4 separate regions of the Sus scrofa genome follow, and all the other regions are linked to region 4. A link is a contact called in public Hi-C and promoter capture Hi-C data. All regions are on one chromosome and are shown on one strand. Each heading gives the region's core, a stretch centred on a gene start, on an enhancer-like site or on the middle of the called end of the contact. The rest is flanking DNA. Distances are from core to core; before and after follow the strand shown.

Region 1 (2,953 bases), core at 380-2,879, 160 kb before region 4:
CTCACTGAACTGAAGCCTAACAAACTGAAGAGCATAGATTCAAAACAAGCTCTTCACTTGCCAAAATGTTTTACCTCTTCCCCCCAACTCCCTTCTTCCCATTTACTGCAAGAAGACAATGGATAGGAGTTCTCGTCGCGGCGCAGTGGTTAACGAATCCGACTAGGAACCATGAGGTTGCAGGTTCAATCCCTGGCCTTGCTCAGTCGGTTAAGAATCCGGCATTGCCATGAGCTGTGGTGTAGATCACAGACACCGCTTGGATCCCAAGTTGCTGTGGCTCTGGCGTAGGCCGGCGCTACAGCTCCGATTAGACCCCTAGCCTGGGAACCTCCATATGCCACGAGAGCAGCCCTCAAAAAAGCAAAAAGACAAAAAAAAAAAAAAAAAAAAAAAAAGACAATGGATACTGTCTACTTCCTAACACTATTCTCCTTACTTGATAAAAAAATCAACTGACAGAGATCCATTCAAGATACACCATTCCCAATTTTTAGCATAAAAATCTCAGTCACCCATAAAGTTTCACAAAAGGAGTCCACAAAAGGGGTCTCCAGGTTCTAAACGGCAATTAATCAATTTCAGTTCTCACGCCAATCCTCATTAGCCTGGAGATAATGAAAATCGTTCTGAGTTCCCATGATTTTGGAATTGACTTCATTTTAAAATCCTCTCAGAGGTAAGACTAGTACAGAGTTAGTTACCCAGGAGCTTTTCCACAGGCTTAGAGAGGTGGGCCCCACAGCCAATCCAATGTCTGATCCGGTCGAAGTTGAGAGCTACGAGTTTCTCTCCATGACTGTTGGGCAGCGGATCATAGGAGCCCAGCTGCTCTACAAAACGGCCATCCCTGGGACACTTGCTGTGAGCAGCCACGATGCGGTAGAAAGGCCGGTTGGTACAGCCACCCAGGGCAAGGCGGATGGTTAAATGGCCTCCACGGTAGGCCCTGCACAGAACAGTAGCTGTGGAGAAATAAGCAGTTAAGACACAAGAACTGAGGGCACAAAATGGACTAAATGAGGCAGATGAAACAACTCCCTTCCTCTACTGAAATGTCCTTATTTCCAACCAACTCTTGTCAATCTGTCGAGATACCTTTTTTTCTTTTTGTCAAACTCCTCTCATGCGCTCCAGCTAGAAAGGACCTTCCTCCTCACCCTCTAGTGCACTCACCACAGGTCTGCCATTTACTGGCTCTGTACCATGTCGGAGCCCAGCTGCCTCAAATATATGATGAAAACCATTTATTTCACAGAGTTTCCGCAAAAATTTAAACACACACACACACACACACACACTCACACAAAGGGGAGGATCAAACGTGTGGCAGTTTGTTTCAGGCTGGCTTGCCTCCAACTAGCCCAGGAGAGCGCAGCTTCACGCTATCCCCCATGCCTCCTACCCGCTCCACCGCCCAGAAGGTCTCCCGGGGCCCCTATCCACTCACTGAGCTGGACCATGGCGCAGCCAGAGGGCGCCGGGGCCTGTGCGCCAGTTCCGGCCGATCGGCTCTACGGTCAAGGACTGCACGGCGGACAGACAGGAAAGGTCAATGCCCCCGAAGCCCCGACCTCACCCCTCAGCGACCCCAGCCTGGCTCCCCGGTGCCGGAAGCGAATGGCCCATTTGCCCCGCCTCTTCCGCTTTTTGCCTCTATGGTGCCGGTAACGCCGCACGCAGAACTCAACGCGCCTTTACTGCCTCCGGAAAGGGGCAGCCAAACCCTGTGCGAGCGCCCGGCTCCCTCTGGCTGTGGGTCCCTGCTGGAGGGAGGAATATGGGGAGAATACCGAGAGCGGCTGAGAGGTGCTAAACTGCTCTACAAATCCATCCTGCCAGCAAACTTTCTTTTGAGCACGTTAGGGCCAAGGTGCAGTGCTGAGATCTCAAAGATGAAAGGGTGCTGTTCCTGCCCCAAGGAAGCTGACGGTCTGGTGTGGGGGAATTATATGTAAAATATATATATATAATTCTTTTTATTTTTTATGGTGTTTATTTTTTCCATTATAGTCGGCTTACAGTGTTCTGTCAATTTCTACTGTACAGCAAGGTACCCAGTCGTACCTATATATTCTTCTTGCATTATCCTCCATCATGTTCCATCACAAGTGACTAGATATAGTTTCCTGTGCTATACAAGCAGGATCTCATTGCTTATCCACTCCAAATGCAATAGTTTGCATCTATTAAAAATATATAATTCTTAAATGACTTCAGTGTACCTTAATTCCAGAACCACATAGAATTCAAAACCTCTTATTTAGATTTTTATTGCCACCCGGTTTACTGTCAACCAGTAAAACTTCCAGTAACATAGCCATCCAGTATGATACCCAATGGAAATACATGAATGAGTTTCAATTTATGTTGAAGATCTTTTTTTAACTCATCCACAGCCCTCATATGGTGAAACATCCAGGATTTAATTTCTCTGAGAAGGAAAGGAGCTTAGCATCCCATACAGAAAATTCTTCAGGTGGAAGATGTCAGAAAGATGGATTTCCAAAGCCAACTGTCTCCTGTACTGTGTGGATCTCTGCAAGCAGATTCTCATCTTTCAATTTCAGCTGCATGAGAGGAGGATAGGAAGGACATAGGTCATGCCTGATATACCTATGTAGAGACCTCTTATTTTCAGAGCCACAGCTAAATTCCATCCTTGGGGTGGAATTGACTCTTCTTATATTCTCTGTTTCATGGCAACTCCATTAAAAAGAACTCAGGGAGTTCCCGTCATGGCGCAGTGGTTAACGAATCCGACTAGGAACCATGAGGTTGCGGGTTCAGTCCCTGCCCTTGCTCAGTGGGTTAACGATCCGGCGTTGCTGTGAGCTGTGGTGTAGGTTGCAGACGCGGCTCGGATCCTGCGTTGCTGTGGCTCTGGCGTAGGCTGGCGGCTACAGCTCTGATTGGATCCCTAGCCTGGGAACCTCCATATGCCGCGGGAGCG
Region 2 (3,147 bases), core at 607-3,106, 240 kb before region 4:
AATATGAATATCATACATCACTGTTGTTAGAATGACATTAAAAAATCACACATATCCAATCAAAATAAGTGAAAGAGCCTCACCTTTCCCAGGTTTATATTTGAGATTGAAAGGCTGATTCTGCCAGATATAGGGGACCAGCATAGGTGCAAACTGGGTCATTATCTTCTCAATATAATTTTGAAGAATCTCTCTGTGTTTTTCTGGGTCCCTTAGTTCATCCGATATCAGGAACAGGCGGTACTCTACAGTATCTTCCACTGTAGCAAGCTTCATATTTTCCTCCATTCTTCTTTGAAAGCTACATTTAAAGTGGCAATAATATAAACCATACAAAATAATGCAGAAGTAATATCCCATTCCTTGAACTATTCTAGGCAATTCCATTAATGTTGTTTTCCAAAATTCAGTTATCCACATACAATCATCATGATTTTTGCCTTGACCACATACCAATTATAGCATTTAATTAAAATTCTTTCAATGACATTTTTATACTTACAATTATATGAAAGCAACTTTTGATACAATACAGTAAATGGAAATCTAGTACTGCATTCCCAAGTTAATAAGCGTGTAAAAATGAAATAAAAAATGTTTGCCTTTGCACTAATAGTGGTGCATGTAACACACGGTCAGAAACAATGCAATAACATCTCTTGAAATATTGACAAAAATTCCAGTTCTGCCACTGGTCCTAGTTGTGTCATTCTGGGCATTTCATTTTCTCTTTCTGGGGCTTCCCCCTAATTGTAGAATGAGAATGTTATTTTATCATTTCTAAAATCCGTCTCTACTTTCCTCCCTTCATCCTCTTCTCCCTCTCTTTCTCTCTCTTTACTTTCTTTCTTTCTTTCTTTTCGTTCGTTCGTTCTTCCTTTCTTTCCTGCCATGCCTGTAGCATGCATAAGTTCTCAGGCCAGTGACTGAACCCATGACACAGCTGTATTTAACCTCCTGAGCCACCAGGGAACTTCTTCCCTGAATTTTTATTGTTTAAACACTCTTAAGAGTAATCTCCCTTACTCTGCAGAATTTAAATCTTTCCCCTTGTACATCATGGGTGAATTCAAAACTACAAAACATTTATATCCTATCATTTCACCCCAAAATAATCTGCCCATGGCTCTTGATCCTACAACAACCCGTCCCAAACCACCGCCCTCCGCCCCTTTTCAGGTCTCAGAGGGTATAAATAACTGTTTTCTAAGGATTTCCCTTACAGACAAAAGTACTAGCTTACTATTGCTGCCAGGTGAGGCTTGTTAAAGAAAGATATTGCACTGGATGGTCCACTTTAAGGCTGTGATTCGATTTTCAGGCTTATTTGGTTTTCCAAGGAACTAATAAAACTAAGTCGAGAGGAACTTGCATCTTCTATCCAGACACTCACTACAGTCCAGATTGACAGATAATAAATACTCACCCACCCCAGAATGCCAAGCACACCTTATTATGAAGAATTTAGTGTCAGGCTAGAAGGGACTTTGAGATCACTCAGACTGACTCCACACTGTACATATGAGGAAACCGGGAGCACGGCAGGAGAAGCAACCAAGCAGCTGAGGCCGGACTAGGTTCTAGCGCTCTTTACTCAAAACAAGGGTCCCTTCTTCATCCAACAAAATGAAGCCAATTTCGCTTCCAGTTCTAAAGCCTGGGCCTCTTCCTCACGTCCCTGCTGCGGCACCTTTCCTCAGCCTTCTCTCCTACCTCGTGGGCTGCCAGCAGCAGCCAAAGCCCGGCTCTGACTGGATCCACACGCTTGTCTAGGACCTGAAGCCAGCGGAAACTTAAGTCAGAAACCGGCTCAGCTCCGGAACTCCCAGCGTCGCCTTTGCTAGGTGTCGGCGGGAGTATTAGGCGGCTGCACCTGTGCGTTCGTCACTTCCGCCCCCACGGGGAAACAGGGAGGGGAGAGGACTGGAGAGGTGGGGATCCTGGGGTGGTGGCGGTCCGGAGTCTAGGAGACGGGGCGTGACGGGGCCGGAAGGTGGCGGGAGGGGGCCGAGCCGGAGCTGGCGGGAGGGCCAGGCCCGGAGGCCCCCACCCTGGCTTGGCCGCCCCGGCCGCGGCTGAGGAGGAAGAGGAGGATGATCTCCAGATACACACGGAAGGCGGTGCCTCAGAACTTGGAGCTGTGAGTGGACTGCTCAGCCACCCAGCTGGGGCCGGGGGAAGCCGTGGCGGGCCGCAGGCGCTCTGGGGACCCTCCTTGACCAGTCCCTTGCTCCTTTTTCTTTCCCAGGGCGAGGGAAAGAAAAAATTCTTTGAAATTTTCTCCTCCTAGCCTTGCCGGACGTTGCCCCTCCAGACCTCCATCTCCAGCTAAGAGCGTGTTACCAGTGCAATCCCAGGACTTGACCCTCTTGGGCTGCACTCCCGGGGCTCAGGAACTGGGTTTCCTAAGGCATTTGTAGTTTCCGTTGTGTTCCATGCCCCACTTTCCATGGCCACTAACAACTCGTGAAGTTATTAATAACTGAGTCCTACAATAAAGTTGAATACGTCTAAAGCCAAACACCCTGCGAAGCGCTTACATGCATTAGCTTACTTAATCCTATCAATAAGGATACCAGATAGGAACTCTTATTTTGTACTTCCTACAAGATAAAGATCCCAGATCTGAAGGTTGTATCGTGCCAAAGATCACACAGCTAGGTGGTGATGGAGCTGAAGTATAGACCCGTTATCAGTCTGATTCTGAAGTTTGTGGTCATAACCATTACATACTGTCTCCCCACCTCTGCGTTGAAGAGTCAGAATCCTCAGGATCAGGTTTGCTTTTGAGACTTTAGAGAACAGATATTTCCAGCTTGAACAACTTAGTGAAGTGTTGTAATTTAGGAAGTAATGATAATGTCATACATTTATTAATGCTTTACACTTTCAGAAACTTTCACATCTTAATCTTTAAGATGGATATGACCATCTTCAATTTTCAGCAGAGGAAGTATCAGAAAGGTACACATCTTAAGATTATATAACCAATAGGTTTTTGAGCTTGGGCTTTTTAACCCCAAATCCCAGTTGTTGTTTTTCTCCACTAAGGTATGTAATTTTAGCAACCATACATTTATTAATTAAATATTAATTATATATGGTAATAACAGCTATGGTATTTTCAGTCACACCTGGGTTTCTGGT
Region 3 (2,744 bases), core at 62-2,561, 220 kb after region 4:
CTTCAGGGAGCAAAATTTCATTAGATTTTCAAGGAAACATATATTCCCCTAAAAGGTGAAAACTCGTTGCTTTAGGGCTTCTCTTCTTGGGAAGCAGGGCAGAAAGCATAGATGCACCCCCTCCCCCTACCTTCTACCAACCTTTTTTCAGCCCTTTTACAAAGAGTTGGTGCAAGGCTTAGGAACAACAATGTGTATTGGGAGGCTGGGGGTAAAACAAACAAATTAATACAGGCAGGGCGATGCGACCAGGTTTCACAGGTTTGGCATGATTTGAAGTTTTTATTTGCAGGGGGCTCTCAGATTGGGAATGTCATTCCAAACTCTGGTCTCTCACTCTTCACCAAGTCCCGGGGGGTGGGGGAGTGGAGCAGAAAAAAATGTCCTGCCAGTGTTGACATGATCCAGCCAAAAACATTCTCCATAGGAAGGAGAGGTTATTGTCCCTCCATTCGGCCAGCTGGATCATGGCCTGGGAGGTCACAGCAATGTTCCTGCTCCCTTTCAGTCACTCCCCGCCCCCCAGACCCCAGAACTGGAGTGGAGAGGGAGGTCAGGGAACATGTGAACTCTGCTGCATGTCAATTCAGCAATACCATAGCAGTGGGAAATTCAAGGAGGACAGGCCATAATAATAGGATCTGGCCGTGGAGGGGGACAAGCTGGGGAAAAATACAGATTCCAGCCCCTCCTTCACAGAAGTTGGCACTCAGCAAAATGCTGTTTTCTGCTGAGTCCTGTCTCAAAACTCATATGCAATTCTACTAGCGTAGTGGGGTCTGGTGAGGCCAGAATCCAGGAATTGCTAAATGGACTCTCCCTGTACCTCTCTCAGCAGCAACCAGGTTCTTATTTCCCATCCAGTATCCCAGACCCCTTTCTTATTCCTCCAGGGCCTCCCCCATCATCTCCATTCCCCCCACCCTCTTGGGCCCTTCTCCTTCCAACTCTCGTGGCTCCCCTGAGCTGGACAACTGAGAGCTGAGTATAGATGGGGGAGGAGGGCAACTGCCCCAGGACCAAGGGTCACTGTTATAGACACAGACACAGCAGTTCATGGAGTGGGCTCCGACCCCTCTGGTCATAAAGCTGGAGACTTACCGGCTGCTCAGGCGGTGGTCAGCTCTCCCTGGGGTCCAGCAGCTTTGGAGGACTGAGCTGCTGTGACGGGAGAACCCGAGCTGGGCAGGCGTGGGGGCAGCACTGGCAGTGGGGGAGGGAGGGTGGTTATTAATAGAGATGATGAACGCAAGCAGCTCAAATGGCACAGGGGGTACCAAGACCCTGGAACCAAGATCCCTCCCTCCTTGCCCAGAGGCTCAGGAAGGGGAGGCAAAGGTCTTTGGGATTCTCCCAGGAAGCTGTCTGGGTCAGGGATTAGTCTGCCCAGGGACTCCCCTTCCTTGGCACCTAGAGGCTGAGATTCAAAGAAGCATTCAGGGAGAAACTGAAAACTGAGAGGGAGAAAGGAAGCAGGCAGCAAGTGGTGGACAGGAATTTGGAGTGGGAGAGTAAGAACCCGGAGAACATGTCCAGAGAGCCATTCAGAGCCAATCCAGGCTGGAGCTGGAGGGACAAATGGGTGCACTTTGGGGGTGGGAGGGCTTAAGGTGCTATGGTTTTTTTTGTTTTTTCCTTCTTTTTATGGCCACACCTGCAGCATATAGAAGTTCCTGGGCTAGGGGTCGAAGTGGAGCTGCATCTGCCAGCCTATACCACAGCCATAGTAACTCGGGGTCCAAGCCACATCTTTGACCTACACCACAACTCGAGGCAATGCCAAATCCTTAACCCACTGAGTGAGGCCAGGAGTCAAACCTGCATCCTCATGGTTACTAGCCAAATTCTTAGCTCGCTGAGCCACAATGGGAACTCCGAGGTGCTATGATAAAGGAAGGGAAATCTGTTCACAATGGAACTGCCCTTTGAGAGTTCCTTTTTTTTTTTTTTTTTGTCTTTTTTTTTTTTTTTTTTTTTTTGCTATTTCTTTGGGTGGCTTCTGTGGCATATGGAGGTTCCCAGGCTAGGGGTCTAATCAGAGCTGTAGTCGCCGGCCTACCCCAGAGCCACAGCAATGCGGGATGCAAGCCGCGTCTGCAACCTACACCACAGCTCACGGCAACACGGAACGCCGGATCGTTAACCCACTGAGCAGGGGCAGGGACCGAACCCGCAACCTCATGGTTCCTAGTCGGATTGGTTAACCACTGCACCATGACGGGAACTCCGAGAGTTCCTGAACAGGATGGTCTACCTCTGGAAGGGCCAGATCTTGGCAGGACAAGGGACCATATTAACCAAAGCCAGTACTTAGGCAGTCAGGGATAATGTGGGTGAAGATTTGACCAATTTCTGCCTTTCCACTCCCATTTGCCATTGGAGTGTTCAGTTCAGCCTGCTCTGCTGGATAGATGTCACTCTCTCTCCCTGGAAGTACATGTAGGCTCTGAACTGCCAGGACTTTACTCTCTGAGGTTCCTACTTAGCATTTTCCCCTAAGGGAGCACATACCTCATGGGATCTGGACTGTCCCATTCACAAGGGTCTAGAGACACCTCTGGACAGGGGAACAAGTTTGAGAAGGCCCTGGAGGGAAATGGTCATTTTTCTTTCCTTCTTTTTTTTTTTGGCTTTTTGGGGCTGCACCCTCAGCATATGGAAGTTCCCAGACTAGGGGTCAAATCGGAGCTACAGCTGTTGACCTACACCGTAGCCATAGCAACACAGAATCCGAGCCTCATTTG
Region 4 (3,189 bases), core at 238-2,737:
CTATTCAAAAAGTAGATTTAAAAAGCTTTTGTAAAAAGCTTAAACAAACTCAAGGGTGACTCAACAAACAACTCAATTTTGCCCAAGGAATAATTAGACTACACCAGTGAACCAGAAATTTTATTTTCTTTTTAACATTCTCCATCAGCAAATACTTTTAAATGACTAGGAAAGTAATCTTGGTTCCACAAAGCATCTCCACCCAGTGAGTCAACTACTAAAAGGCGTGGGTCTCACTATGCAAGTCTCATAAATGGCATGAAGCCCAAGAACACAGGAGGCAGCTGTTGTAAATTAATGAAACAAATATGAAACAGGAACAGTGAATGAAGATGGCCAAGAGCAGATACTACAATTTTCCAAAACGTGTCTCTTGATTGGGAAGGACCTTTTAAATCCATCAGCAAGGGCCCTTCAGTAGAGAATTGGAGTCCTGACTAGCCTCTGCATGGGCAGGGTAGGCAACCAACACCAGAGGATTGCAAGGCTCAGGGCAAAATTCTCTTTTAGCGGCCTATCCACTTGAAACTGCTTCCCTGCCTGAGAAGTAACTCATTCCAGGCATTATCTAACTAGGACAGATTACTTTATCAGATCAGCTACCCATCAACTGGGAGAAATGAGGGAGTTTAAAAGCAATTAGAAGACTTCATTTCTGTCACTTTTGGGGGGACAACAAGCATTTCCTTCTGTAGAAGTGTTCACACAGGTTGGGCTCACATGTTTGCTGCTGTTCAGGGAATAGGCACCAAATCTGGAATGCGACTTCCTAGGAGAGTTTCCAAGGATTATAGACCTGAGCCAGGTTTACAGGTTCTGTCCTGGGGGCGGGGGAAGGGGGTGTCTCTAAGCAAAGTACAAATTTCTTAAGTTTCCCTAAATTTGCTGTGTCACCAGCAAGTCTAGACCCCCCCGGCTGGACTAGCCTTCGGTGCTGCTCGCTGGTTTTCTTACTCAGCCCTCCCTGAGGCCGCTTCAGCAGGGCCGTGCCCTGGCCTCAGTCCCTCCACCTGCGGCCCACCTGCCTGCGTGGGAGGCGTCATTGCTTCCTCCAAACTGTGGACAGACAAGTGAACAGGTCTTCCGGTAGCCGGGTCGCCGCGCAGATTCCGCCCCAATACGCCCCAGGCCCAACGCCCCCACTAGGCATCCTGGGTCCCGCGACGCGCACACCGCGACGCCCGCCACCCGGCTGGCCCACAGGCCCCTCCACCGCCCCGCGGCTCCAGGACACGCGCGGGGCCCCGCCCTCCCCCGGATGGCAGGCCTCGGAGCGGGCCGCGGCGACAAGACCGAGGGGGACGCGCGGTGGCAAGGGCAGGGGGCGCCGTTCCTCACCTGAACCCGGGGAGCAGCGTCACACACACTCCGGCTCGGTCGCTGGCAAGATGGAGCCGGGGAGGGCGGGGGGAAAGGCGGGGCGCCCAGGGCCGCCTCCCGAGCCCGTTAGGATCGCCAGCCGCGACTGCCGGGAACGCCCCTGGGGCAGGAGGGGGCGGGGCCGCAGGGCCAGCCGGGGACCCACCACCTGAGAGAGGACGCTCTCTTCGGGCGCAATAAGCCAGTTCTAATCTCACTTCTTGTTACCAAGGTCCATGCGCCAGTTCCTTCTGGGCTCTCTCAAGGCCCTTGGGAAGTTAAAGCCGTTAAAGCCAAGGGAACCGTTGAAAGGGTCTAACGACGGTTCTCTGCCGCCCCTTTAGTGGTGAGCGGCAGAGATGGACTCAAGACTGGGAGGCCAGGTGCAGCCTCTCCGCCTGATATGCCATCTTCCCTCGCCTGTTCTAAGGCCAAGGACGGCGTGAAATAAATTAATATTTATGGAGATCCTTAATAGGCACAACACGAGATACACTAATCAATACCACTCCAGAAGGGAGTTGCAAGGTGATTCTAGGCTCCCCTCACACTAGAGCCCTATCATGACATACACCGCGGCATTAAACATTTGAGGCAATTTCAAGGGCCCAGATCAGTATCTTAAACTCATTAAGGAAATTTAATCCAGAGCAAAAACCAGTTGGCTACCTTTTCCAATGGTTCTCAAACTGTGGCCCCAAACCAACAGCCACCACATTACCTGGAAACTTACTAGAAATGCAAATTATTGGACTTCACCTTAGACCGACTGAATTAAACTCTAAAGGTGAAGTCCAGAAGTCTATTTTAACAAGCTCTCTAGGTGGTTCTATGCACACCAGTTGGAGAACCATCAACCTATTACTTCATATGCTTTTCCACCAGAAATCTTTCCCACGGGGGTGAAATAGGGTGGATTAAATTTTTAGGTGGGAAGAGCAAGATAAACATGTCTCTAAAACAGGGGAAAGTGGAAGGTACTTGAGGAAGATCACTGTGGAATTTAAACAAAACTGCACCACACTCTGGGTACCCAGCATTAATCTCCCAGCTCCCACCAGTCTGTCTGGCAAATATTGGGCTTTTCTGTCCAACCTGCCTGGAGACCTCTGGAATTTAAGCATTCCCTAAGAAGCCTGTTCTCACTCCTCTTTGCTCAACCTTCCTTCCTTGGTGACCTCATCCTCACCCTTCTCTCTGCCTTAACTATCACCTTAAGAGGTTATTTCCCAAACCTCTATTTCCAAGCCCACTTTCCCGAGTTTTAGGGCCAAAATATCCAAAAGCCTATTCAGGCAGGAACACTAGATTTCCCACTTAATCCTTTGTCCTTCTTTCCTGACACATAAGGCCTTCCAAGATCAGAGGTCTTTTCTCATGCTTCCTCCACTTAGAAAGCACTGCCCCCCCCTTTTTTTTTTTTTACTGGCCATACCTAAGGAATACAGAAGTCCCCAGGCTAGAAGTTGAATCGGAGATGCAGCTGAGGCCTACACAACCACTGCAACACCAAATCCTAGCTGCATCTGTGTAGTGACCCACAGCCTCACAGAGACAACATCGGGTCCTTAATCTGCTGAGCCACAACGGGAACTCCACGCCTGCCTTTTAACAACAATGAATTAAGATTCAACTCAAAGATTACCAATCTCCTTCCTGCTTCAAGAAGCTTTTCCTTTCTCCTTTTCTGTTCCTTCCTTTGAGTAAACTCTTTTTGCACCCAACTAAGCCTTTTACAGATGTCTGCTGTGGCACATTTAACAGTAGTCACAGCACACGAGTATTTAACTTACCTGTATTCAACTACATTTACTTAGCAAAAACAAAACA

The links. Promoter capture Hi-C pulls out the DNA fragments that hold promoters and counts their contacts. Hi-C and Micro-C count contacts between places; a contact is called where the count stands out from the background.
Region 1: a promoter capture Hi-C map of liver shows a contact between it and region 4, with 4 times the contacts expected there. The contact joins the promoter of MRPS16 here to the promoter of ANXA7 in region 4. A contact is called at or near these places in 3 of 5 promoter capture datasets (fetal liver, fetal skeletal muscle and liver), 2 of 47 Hi-C or Micro-C datasets (fetal liver and liver) and 2 of 2 datasets of contacts at active chromatin or transcription factors (alveolar macrophages and skeletal muscle).
Region 2: a Hi-C map of liver shows a contact between it and region 4, with 6 times the contacts expected there. The contact joins the promoter of ECD here to the promoter of ANXA7 in region 4. A contact is called at or near these places in 1 of 47 Hi-C or Micro-C datasets (liver) and 1 of 2 datasets of contacts at active chromatin or transcription factors (alveolar macrophages).
Region 3: a contact with region 4 is called in a Hi-C map of skeletal muscle, with 6 times the contacts expected there. The contact joins the promoter of MYOZ1 here to the promoter of ANXA7 in region 4. A contact is called at or near these places in 2 of 5 promoter capture datasets (fetal liver and liver), 5 of 47 Hi-C or Micro-C datasets (embryonic fibroblasts, fetal liver, psoas muscle and 1 more) and 1 of 2 datasets of contacts at active chromatin or transcription factors (skeletal muscle).

The regions. Positions count from the first base shown.
Region 1 is chr14:76,073,010-76,075,962 of Sscrofa11.1, forward strand. It overlaps MRPS16 (28S ribosomal protein S16, mitochondrial), which reads right to left and starts at 1,630. Exons shown (of 4, transcript XR_001301010.1): 1 at 1,451-1,630; 2 at 705-965. It overlaps CFAP70 (cilia- and flagella-associated protein 70), which reads right to left. Exons shown (of 27, transcript XM_013983341.2): 27 at 2,260-2,570. The coding sequence ends at 2,490.
Region 2 is chr14:75,990,766-75,993,912 of Sscrofa11.1, forward strand. It overlaps ECD (protein ecdysoneless homolog), which reads right to left and starts at 1,857. Exons shown (of 13, transcript XM_005671096.3): 1 at 1,714-1,857; 2 at 84-301. The coding sequence starts at 288. It overlaps FAM149B1 (protein FAM149B1), which reads left to right and starts at 1,892. Exons shown (of 13, transcript XM_013983338.2): 1 at 1,892-2,140. The coding sequence starts at 2,094.
Region 3 is chr14:76,451,635-76,454,378 of Sscrofa11.1, forward strand. MYOZ1 (myozenin 1) reads right to left here and starts at 1,312. Exons shown (of 6, transcript NM_001025222.2): 1 at 1,102-1,312.
Region 4 is chr14:76,233,159-76,236,347 of Sscrofa11.1, forward strand. It overlaps ANXA7 (annexin A7), which reads right to left and starts at 1,488. Exons shown (of 14, transcript XM_005671100.2): 1 at 1,339-1,488.